2 separate regions of the Mus musculus genome follow, and region 2 is linked to region 1. The links are chromatin contacts, called in public HiCAR-type maps. All regions are on one chromosome and are shown on one strand. Each heading gives the region's core, a stretch centred on a gene start, on an enhancer-like site or on the middle of the called end of the contact. The rest is flanking DNA. Distances are from core to core; before and after follow the strand shown. Region 1 holds the start of Ccdc107 (coiled-coil domain containing 107). Region 2 holds the start of Trmo (tRNA methyltransferase O).

The links. HiCAR-type assays count read pairs that join an accessible place to other places.
Region 2: a HiCAR-type map of astrocytes shows a contact between it and region 1, with 3 times the contacts expected there. The contact joins the promoter of Trmo here to the promoter of Ccdc107 in region 1. A contact is called at or near these places in 2 of 115 datasets of contacts at active chromatin or transcription factors (astrocytes and extraembryonic endoderm stem cells).

Annotation. Positions count from the first base shown.
Region 1 is chr4:43,491,360-43,496,373 of GRCm38.p6, forward strand. Ccdc107 (coiled-coil domain containing 107) reads left to right here and starts at 2,006. Exons shown (of 6, transcript NM_001037913.2): 1 at 2,006-2,177; 2 at 2,249-2,400; 3 at 3,836-3,896; 4 at 3,983-4,073; 5 at 4,150-4,262; 6 at 4,338-4,562. The coding sequence starts at 2,072. The coding sequence ends at 4,543. Arhgef39 (Rho guanine nucleotide exchange factor (GEF) 39) reads right to left here. Exons shown (of 12, transcript NM_001013377.3): 12 at 4,783-5,014. It also overlaps Rmrp.
Region 2 is chr4:46,386,647-46,391,660 of GRCm38.p6, forward strand. Trmo (tRNA methyltransferase O) reads right to left here and starts at 2,791. Exons shown (of 5, transcript NM_001347095.1): 1 at 2,672-2,791; 2 at 922-1,096. The coding sequence starts at 2,747.

The DNA of each region.
Region 1 (5,014 bases), core at 756-3,255:
GTAACACCCTGTCTTGGTCTTTTGTTCGTTTTTTTTTTTTTTTTTGTTTTTGTTTTTGTTTTCTTTTCTTTTTTTTTTTTTCCATTTTTTATTAGGTATTTAGCTCATTTACATTTCCAATGCTATACCAAAAGTCCCCCATATCCACCCACCCCCACTCCCCTGCCCACCCACTCCCCCTTTTTGGCCCTGGTGTTCCCCTGTACTGGGGCATATAAAGTTTGCAAGTCCAATGGGCCTCTCTTTCCAGTGATGGCCGACTAGGCCATCTTTTGATATATATGCAGCTAGAGTCAAGAGCTCCGGGGTACTGGTTAGTTCATAATGTTGTTCCACCTATAGGGTTGCAGATCCCTTTAGCTCCTTGGCTACTTTCTCTAGCTCCTCCATTGGGAGCCCTATGATCCATCCATTAGCTGACTGTGAGCATCCACTTCTGTGTTTGCTAGGCCCCGGCATAGTCTCACAAGAGACAGCTACATCTGGGTCCTTTCAATAAAATCTTGCTAGTGTATGCAATGGTGTCAGCGTTTGGATGCTGATTATGGGGTGGATCCCTGGATATGGCAGTCTCTACATGGTCCATCCTTTCATCTCAGCTCCAAACTTTGTCTCTGTAACTCCTTCCATGGGTGTTTTGTTCCCAAATCTAAGGAGGGGCATAGTGTCCACACTTCAGTCTTCATTCCTTTTGTTCGGTTTTGAGAGAGGGTCTCACTATGTAGACCAGGCCTTGAACTCATAGAGATCTGTCTGCTTTTGTCTCCCCACTGCTGGGATTAAAGGAGTGTGGTGCCACATCTGGCAGCTCTGTGAATCTTATGTGCTTGCTACTACATAATCCCAGCATTTGAGAAATGGAAGCAGGAGGGTTAGGAGTTCTAGGCCAGCTCCAGCTACATGAGAATGAAGCCAGCCCAGGTTACATGAGACCCAGAAGGACCTAGTTGTATATTTGCCTTTTGAGTCGCTGTGAACATTCATTCATTAATTTCATTCACTTCCTCAAGTTCCCCTAGCAACAAGTGACTAGGCTCGGACAGTAAAATGGAAAAAAACAAAAAAGCAAAACCCACAGTCTTGCTCTCTTTGGACTAGCAGTCTAAAAAAAGAATTACAGCTATTAAAGAATAAATTAGGAATTCAGATTTGTCTCCGTTTTCTTTCTTCTTTTCTTAGGAAAGGGTGACCTTGATTTCCTAATTAGTACATTCACATCTGGCTCTGAAGGTTGTATAGAAATAAAAGTGGCCGGGCGTGGTGGCGCACGCCTTTAATCCCAGCACTCGGGAGGCAGAGGCAGGAGGATTTCTGAGTTCGAGGCCAGCCTGGTCTACAAAGTGAGTGCCAGGACAGCCAGGGCTACACAGAGAAACCCTGTCAAAAAACCAAAATACAAACAAACAAAAATAAATAAATAAAAGTGTAGCCGCGCTGAGAATGAGCCCCGTGTGGTTGGTGCGAGCCAGGTCGCACTGCCTGCGTCACTATGTGAGCTGACGGATGACGCCCCGCTGCACGCCGCTCAGCTCGCCCCGGAGGGGTCGCTTCTTGGCGGGCTAACAGTGACTTGCGGGGGAAGTCTACGCGCGTGTGCACGCGGCACTCTCTGCCCGTGGTCCGGGGACTTTCCCCTAGGCGAAAGGATAAGGAACATGTCCCTCGTATGTAGCCTAGGAAACAGGCCTTCAGAGCGAGCTGCCTTAGCTTCTAGGCGCGACTAATTTATGACTCTACAACAGGCTTAATTTTTTGGTTATGGTGAGAAAATTGGTCTCTCTAGGTAGAAAAACAATGAGCCATTGTTTTAGGCATGATACTTTATCCTGAAAGATTCTGGAGACATAATTGTTTAAGAAAGCTATAAATAGATAGGTCATTAATTAATGTAGGAACGCTAGGTGGGCGTGGTTTATGCAAATATTGCTTAAACCCATCCTGAGATGGGCGTGGCCGCCTTAAGGGACTCAGCCCCCCCGATGTAGGCGTGGTCTCCTGCGCGTGCGCACTACGGCCGGAGGCCCAGCGCTGGAACGCGGGGTACCCGGCGTGCGATTCTGGTGGGCCAGGCATGGAGGGCGCTGGCCCCGTGTTGAGTATTCTGGGGCTGCTGCTTGTGTCTGCGCCTTTTGGAGTCCTTGGGGAGCGCCCCAGCGCCGATCTGGGGGCACACCCAGGTACCTGCGAGAGCTGCTGGAGGGAGGCTGGGACTGCCTAGTAGAAACTGACCGATGGCTTTAATCCACAGAACGGGGCTCCCAGGTCAGTCCGGGAACCACCGAACCTCGGCGGCAGCCGCCACCCAAGGATCAGCGCGAGCGAGCCCGGGCCGGATCGCTGTCTTTGGGCGCTCTGTACACCGCGGCCGTCGTGGCTTTTGTGCTGTTCAAGTGTTTGCAGGTGCGGTATGGCGGTGGGTTGTGGGAGCCCTGGGCCTTAATCTCCTGGGGCCGCTACAGTACCAAGAACAACCGCTTCCCGGCTACCTGTAAAATGAAGGCTCGTTCCTTGGTTTTTCCACATTATTGGGGCATTCGAGGATCCAGAGAGATAATGGATGTAGGGGGCTGAGAAATTGTAGAAACCGTTACTTTTACTCCTCTCTCCAGTGACGATCGATTTTCAATCTGGAGCTCATCCACTTAGTGTCTGATGTAAGTGGGGTTTTAACCCAACTAGTGTCAGTATGCAAAAAAAGAAGTTGCTGCTGAGGCTCCAACCTTGGCCCAAGGAGTTAATCGCGGCAGCAACAGAGTGTCTAGTGGACCAGACACCAAGCCGTTTCGTGCTCTCCTTAGGAAGGAAACCCTGAAATGTGAACTGACTGTACATTCTGATTACTTTGAAACTGTTGACATGGAAAGTGGAACCTACCACCCAGTGCTTTATCTTCAACTCTGGTCAATTACTTGCACAGGGGAATAGAGGCTGAACTAATTAGTAACATAAAACTAGATGAGATTAAAGAGCCAGGCAGACTTGACAGGCTAGGATGAAGATTGGAGTTTAAAGATAGATTAATAAATTCTACCCAGGCGTAGTGTTAGACGCCTTTAATCCCAGCATTCAGGGGAGACAGAGGCAGGAACAGCTCTTGTGAGTTCGAGACCAGTATTTCTGTCTTATGCATGGAGAAGAATACATAAGCAGTTGAGAAGAGGAGCGGGACCCGTGGAAGAGAGGTAGGCATGGCGGCTGACAGTTTCACGGTGTTATGATAACCCACTTTCCAATTAAAGGTTCTGAAGGAGGCTTGTGCTTTATCTACCTATCAGAGCACTGGGAGAATTGTATCCTAAAAATAAACCATAGGGCACTGCCTTTTAGAGCAAAGAGCACTATATAGACTTTTTGTTGTTGGGTTTTTTGTTTTGTTTTGTTTTAGATTTTTAATCTGTAATGGGATAATGTGAATTGAACAGATTGGAGATTTTTTTTTTCACCAGCAAAGACTGAGGGTACAGGAACTGGTGACACAGTCCTATTATTCCAACTACTATGAGGGAGGATTGTAAGTGCAAGGCCCATCTGGACAATTTAGCAAGACTCTACCTCAAAGGCAGCGAGGTATAGGGATGCTAAATAAGAAGGCTGGGGTAAGAGCAATCTTCCCGTCCCTACTGGAGAGTTTCACATTCCCAGGAGTGCTTTAGCAGTCTGGCCATGTGTGGGCATCCTGACGTTTCACTTCATGTTCTGGGTAAGCAGCTGGACTAGAGACAACTGGGATTCTCTGAGGTGGATGCCCAGAGCTTTCTCTATGGCTCCTCTCTTCACTGGCTCTGAGGTGCTGGGGCCTTTGCTGCAGCCTTGTCTTTATCTGCTTCCACAACAGGGCCCAGATGAGGCTGCTGTTCTCAGAGAGGAAAAAAACAAGAAGAAATCCTCGCAGTCAGGTGGGTTGAGCATTTAGTGGTGGTTTCTGGCGATGGAGTAGATCAGGGGACTGCAGGAGTAACCATGCCCTTTCCCTCACTCCCAGAGCAACAGCTGGTGCAGCTGACACAACAGCTGGCCCAGACGGAGCAGCACCTGAACCACCTGATGACACAGCTGGATCCCCTTTTTGAACAGTGAGAATTTGTGGGGTGGGTGAGGTGGGAGCCAAGGAGACAGACTGGGCAGCCCCCTGAGTGGGTATTTCTACAGGGTGACGACTTTGGTTGGAACCCAGAGGGAACTTCTAGACACAAAACTAAAGACCATCCACCACCTTCTACAAGACTGCCAGCCTGGCACAGGAGTGGAAGTTCCAGAACCAGGTAAAAGGTTGGGAGGTTTCTATGGCTGGAGAGCCATGGCTGTGAAACTAGAGCAAGTTGGTCTCTCCTTCACAGAGGCCAGCATACCCTTTACTGAGGACCTGGGGAAAGAAGACCAAGAAGCTGGAAACAGTCAGGCCTGGGAAGAGCCCATAACCTGGAGCCCAGAAACACGGAACCTAGCTCCTTCCTGGGAGGTGGAGCAGGGGCTGAGGAGAAGGTGGCACAAGACGGTGACAAAGGGTCCAGCAGTAAATGGGGAACAACCACTGAAGGTTTAGTAAAAAGAGTCCCCTCGTACTGGGTGTTCCTCTGTGCTTTTTCCACTCCCTGCTACACACACACACACGGTGCAAAAGCCAAGCACTCTTCCCTTATTAGGAAGAGAGAGACTGCCTTCCAGAATGTGAATGGAGAAGACAGAGAGAGAGCCACAGTTCTGCCCTTGTGTTTCTGAGGCTACCGAGATGCCAGCCATCAAGGCTCAAACTCCATTTTCTCGTGATTTAGACAGGAAGGCTTTTGCAAAAACAACCCTTTATTAAGATCCAGTGGGGAAATAAATTATAGAACATAGGAGGTAGTTCAGGAGGATCTGGAGTTCAAGGCCACCCTGGACTGCATGAAACCTTGTCTCAAGAAAACAAACTATATACAATAGCCAGGTGTGGCAGCACACACCTATAACCCAACACCTGAGAGACTGAGGCAGAAGGAATTCAAATTCATGGTCAGCCTGGGTAAGATCCTTT
Region 2 (5,014 bases), core at 1,541-4,040, 2.9 Mb after region 1:
GGGAAAACAGTAACAGTGCTGAATTCATTAAACCATTAAATTCAGGTCTAGGAAATGTTCACTATACACAGTGAGTCAGCCAATATTGACGATATATAAGTCATCCTCACATAAGTCACCAAGAACTCAACTCAAAGGACTCACAGCAAAGAACAAGAACATGCAACTTACACAGGAGCCATCAAACAGCTAGCATGAGCCAATAGTAATTAAGAAGATAAACTAAAAACAGCACTGTACTTCCCTGTGACAAGGTAAACATGGACAGAAACAGAATTCCTGATGACAGCAAGAAGTATCCAAATTTCTAAGGCTTTTTTTTTTGTCTTTTAGGAAGAGTACACAGAATTCTTCAAGGGCCTACAACAAGGCCCATGAACTTCTTCTGTAAAAGGTCGAATGATTAATATTTTAGGATTTGTGGCCAGCCAGTCACTGTTTCAACTATTCTGCAAATGGAGCAGAGTTTTACACTGGTAGCCACACACAATACGTAAACCAATAGGTATGCCACAGAAAATACACAGAATGCTGCTACAGTCGGCACAGCTGTGATCCCATAAATGTATAATGTAAGCAATAGACCATGTGTCGTCCACAGACCACAGTCTGCTGAGTCTTGTTCTAGAGACCAGCATAATGACCCACAGGCAGAATCAAGGAGGTGTTTAGTTAAAGCTAAACAGAAGAGAGACGTCATAATTAAAACAAGCAGTATTAAAACATGTTCCGTCAGTGAATCACAAATTCCTAATGGTGTCCAAGTATGCAAACAATCAAATGCACAAATTGAATATGGGAATCCATACATAATCCATATATATAGACGAGGGTGGTATAGCTGACAAACCTCAAAGCTGCCTTCATTTGTCACACTCTCTCAGGGCCCGAGCTGCCACTTCTAACCAGAAAACGACTTACCAAACATGAGAAAACTCTTCTAGGCCCATCAAGGAATGCTCAGGGTTATTAAAGATGTTCTTTCTGATCTTCAAACAGGCTCTGGAGTGGCTACAGATGGATGGCTGCCTTGGAGTGCCAATCTTGGCTGGGAAACATGATTCCAAGTACCCTATTGGCTCAGTTAAAAGATTCCCTATGGAAGAAAACTGGATGAGAATCATTACTCAAAGGGTCCAAGAGGTAAGAAAACATGTTTTCCTCTCAGTATTGACTTCATAGTTCTAAAATCTAGGTACAACACAACTATTAAAATCATGTTTAAATAAAGTCCTGCTATGTAACTCATGCCAGCCTCAAACGTATACACCTCCAGCATTAGCCCCATCCCCTAACTGCTGGGATCACAACTGTGCACCAGCATACCCACCTCAATTTTTACTTATAGTCATAAAAATTCATAAATTATATTAATACATGTGTTGATTGTATATTATGCAGTATAAACTATAATTTATAATTATTTCTTTTTATGTTCTTTATAGGGACACTCCAGATCTCCATTTTATTTAATTTGCATCAAACCTATCTATCCTATTATATCTTATTAGCACAACCAGTAAGATCTAGCACTAACTCTCACAATATGTTTCCTTGCTTTTTGCTTATACAAACTCTTTTTACTGTTGTGATGTATTAGACCTATTTTAAATCCTTGGGAGACAGAGGCAGGCAGATCCCTGAGTTGGAGGTAAGCCAGAGCTACGAACACACAATTTTTTTTTTTTTAAAGTCTTTAGGTGTAGCTCAGGTATACCCAGAACCCTTCCTGCCACAAGAAGAGGGCAGCACAAAGTGGAGATTCTTAGAGGTTCTAATTCATTACCTCAAAGCTCTAAACCAACAAGAGGACAGCCTGGTCTACAGAGTGAGCACAGGCCAGCCGGGGCTTCACAGAAAAATCCTGTCTCCAGGGTAGGAGTGTGGAGACAAAAATACTCTTATACAGAGGGGGGAAAAGAATATATATATATATATATATATATATATATATATATATATATATATACATACATACACATATAGTATGTATGTAAGTTAAAGCATAATACACCTGCCAGCCACTCCAAAGACCTCAGTGCCACTTCTTGCATCTCTGTCGACTGCTTCCAGGAGCTGCAATCTGATCTTTATCATCGTTTACTTCCTTTCAGAAAGAGATCTTATCATATGTACTTTCGAGCCTAAACAATACATTTTGAATTCTATAAAAGCTGACACCACCCTGTAAATTATCTATATAAACTGCCTTTCTCTCTCCATCTATATTGTGTGCGCTTCTGACAACTTTGACGTTTTCTCCAAGAATATTTACAATTACTACTGTATAGTTTTTGTTTGTTTGGGGGTTTTGTTTTTAAATCCTCATCCATGTACTGGTGGGAAAAGATTAAAGGCGAAGAAACTTGGACCAAATGAGGGCATCAGTCACACACATCCCACCTTCCTGTAACCCCCTACGGAAAAAGACCACACTACACACGTGGCCGACGCAGCTACTGTACTGAAACTAAGCCCAGACCACACCCCGTGTACCAAGATCCTAATACGTCACTCCCGTTAGCCTTAGCATGTCACGTGGTCGTCGAGACACGTGACCCTTACTTTGGCGGCAAGGACAAGAATGTACGTCAGGTGGCTCGCGTTCTTCTGGCCAGGGAAGCGGGCCGCCTAGCTTAGGGTGCGGCGCCACCTTTTTCCATAACGTTACCTGCCTCCAGGGCCGGCTGAACGCACCCACATGGGGCCGCCGTAGCACACGAGCCCTGCTTCTCCAAGCCGCGCATGGTTACAGGCCGCTGAGTCGTCCGCGCGCCCAACGCTGATTTCCGCTTCCGCGCGTTAGGCTTTGGCGCCTGCGCAGTTGTCGCTAGGTGCCGGGTCTTGGAGAACGCGCTCAATGGCGGCCGAGCTGCCGCGTGGAGGGTGGGTTCCCGGACGCCGTGAGGCCCATCATTCACCCACCACGCGGCGATGGCGGCCTCGCGACAGCCTGCACCATACCCTCCGAAGGTGGGACATGTGGATAAAGATGTACACGCAAAGATACCCTTGAATTATAAGCGGCCTCGGTGACCAAAAATAACCTTGAGTTTAAAGGGAAAGGATGTGAATGTCCATCTATGATCACATAGCAAAAGAACTGGAGTTTGGGACTTTTTTTTTTCCATTTATTGTGTGCGCGGGAGCATGTCAAAGTCAAATGACAAAATGCCGGAGCCGATACTCCTCATGGCCGCGTAGCTCCCAGGATCAAAGTCAGGTCGTGTTAGCCGGTTCCTTTACTCGCTGAGCCAACTAGCGGCCCAAGAGCTGGACGTTAAATGTTTAAAATTTCCCTTGGACGTGGGCATACGTGTTATATTTATCACTCCCCTCCACTTTTTAAGTAATAACTATTTGTCGGAAAAGGGCAAGAAAATCAAGAATGGTAGGTGTTACAAGCAAGCTAGGCTAGAAGTTATTAAGTGAGAACGTTTGTGCTCCAAACCACTGGAACCGAAATAAGGATGAAGAGCCAGCAAAAACCGTATTTTCTCTCCCTGCTCCAATTGCCTGCTCTTTAGCCACTTGTAAGATTCTTTAACCGCCCCTCCCCCCCAAAAAAAGATTCTTTAACCCAAACTCTTTGCATACATGATTATGTTTGGGGATTTCAAAATCTTGTTGGTTTCGAAGAGAGGGGGGAATCCACCTGACATTACCTGTAATATAAAATATTAAAAAATGCGAATCCACGGATTAAAGGCTTAACCGTGAAAAGCTGTTTCCAAGTGTTTGTTGTCACTGACTAAACAAGTCCCTAGTAGGAAATAATCAGTATTAGGAGACAGGTTTTTGAGAGAAAGTTGTGAATTCTTAAGTTAAAACTGATACTGTGCCCTCTGTCAGTTTTGTCCATGAAATTTCCAAAAGTTTTTTACCCCCCTTTTTCTTGTAGAAGATAGAGTTGTTGTCTAGCTGGAGAAACAAGTTTGTGTGCCTTTGGGCAACACGTACACGCTGTAAAAATGGGCTAAGCTGCAGTTGCCACTAGTCGGCGCTGTTAATAAGACAGTCAAAAGTGAAAGGGGCTTGCCCTCCATCAAGATCTGCCACTCACTGCGTCTAATTCCCAACTCTGCCAACCACTGAGACTCAAAACCAAGTAGACTTGGAGATACTAGACCTAGGAATCTGTCATTAAAAATAGCGGAGCAAAAGGAGCTGGAGCGATGGCTCAGCAGTTCAAAGCACCAGCCAAGTTTCCAGAGGATTCAGGTTTGATTCTCAGTACCCACGTAGTAGCTCGCAACTTATGGTAACTCCACTTCCAGGGGATCTGATGCCTCTTCTGACCTCCACAGGCACCTACACACACATTTAAAAGCTGGGCCTGATGGCTCATGTTATAATCCCAGCACTGGGGAGACAGAGGCAGGCAGATCTCCGAGTTGGAGGTAAGCCAGAGCTACGAACACACAATTTTTTTTTTTTTAAAGTCTTTAGGTGTAGCTCAGGTATACCCAGAACCCTTCCTGCCACAAGAAGAGGGCAGCACAAAGTGGAGATTCTTAGAGGTTCTAATTCATTACCTCAAAGCTCTAAACCAACAAGAAAAAAGGAATAATTTGATTCGCTCTGGAGTCTAGATATGAATAGTAAGAAAATAATGAATTTATAGGGAATGGTAAAAGAAAATGAATGGTGGAGATGGTTCAGTGGGTAAGGAAGGCACTTGCCATGCAAGTAAGGGACTAGACTTTGGGTGCTCAGCCACCATGTAAATGCTGAGTGGGTGTAGCGACCTGCAGGAGGGAAGAACAGGTAAGCCCTGGAACAAGCTGGCTAGTTAGACTACCCCAAGTAGTGGGCTCTGGGTTCAGGTGAGAGCCCCTATCTGACTATATAAGCTGGAGAGCAATTGAGTAAGACAGACATCACCCTGTGGTTTCATAGGCTTGTACATACATGGGCAGCTATGAAGCCACACACCAGTACTTGAGAGCACATAAACACTTTAAAACAAAAGGCTAGGGGTGTAACTCAGTTGGAAGACTGATTGTCTAGTACA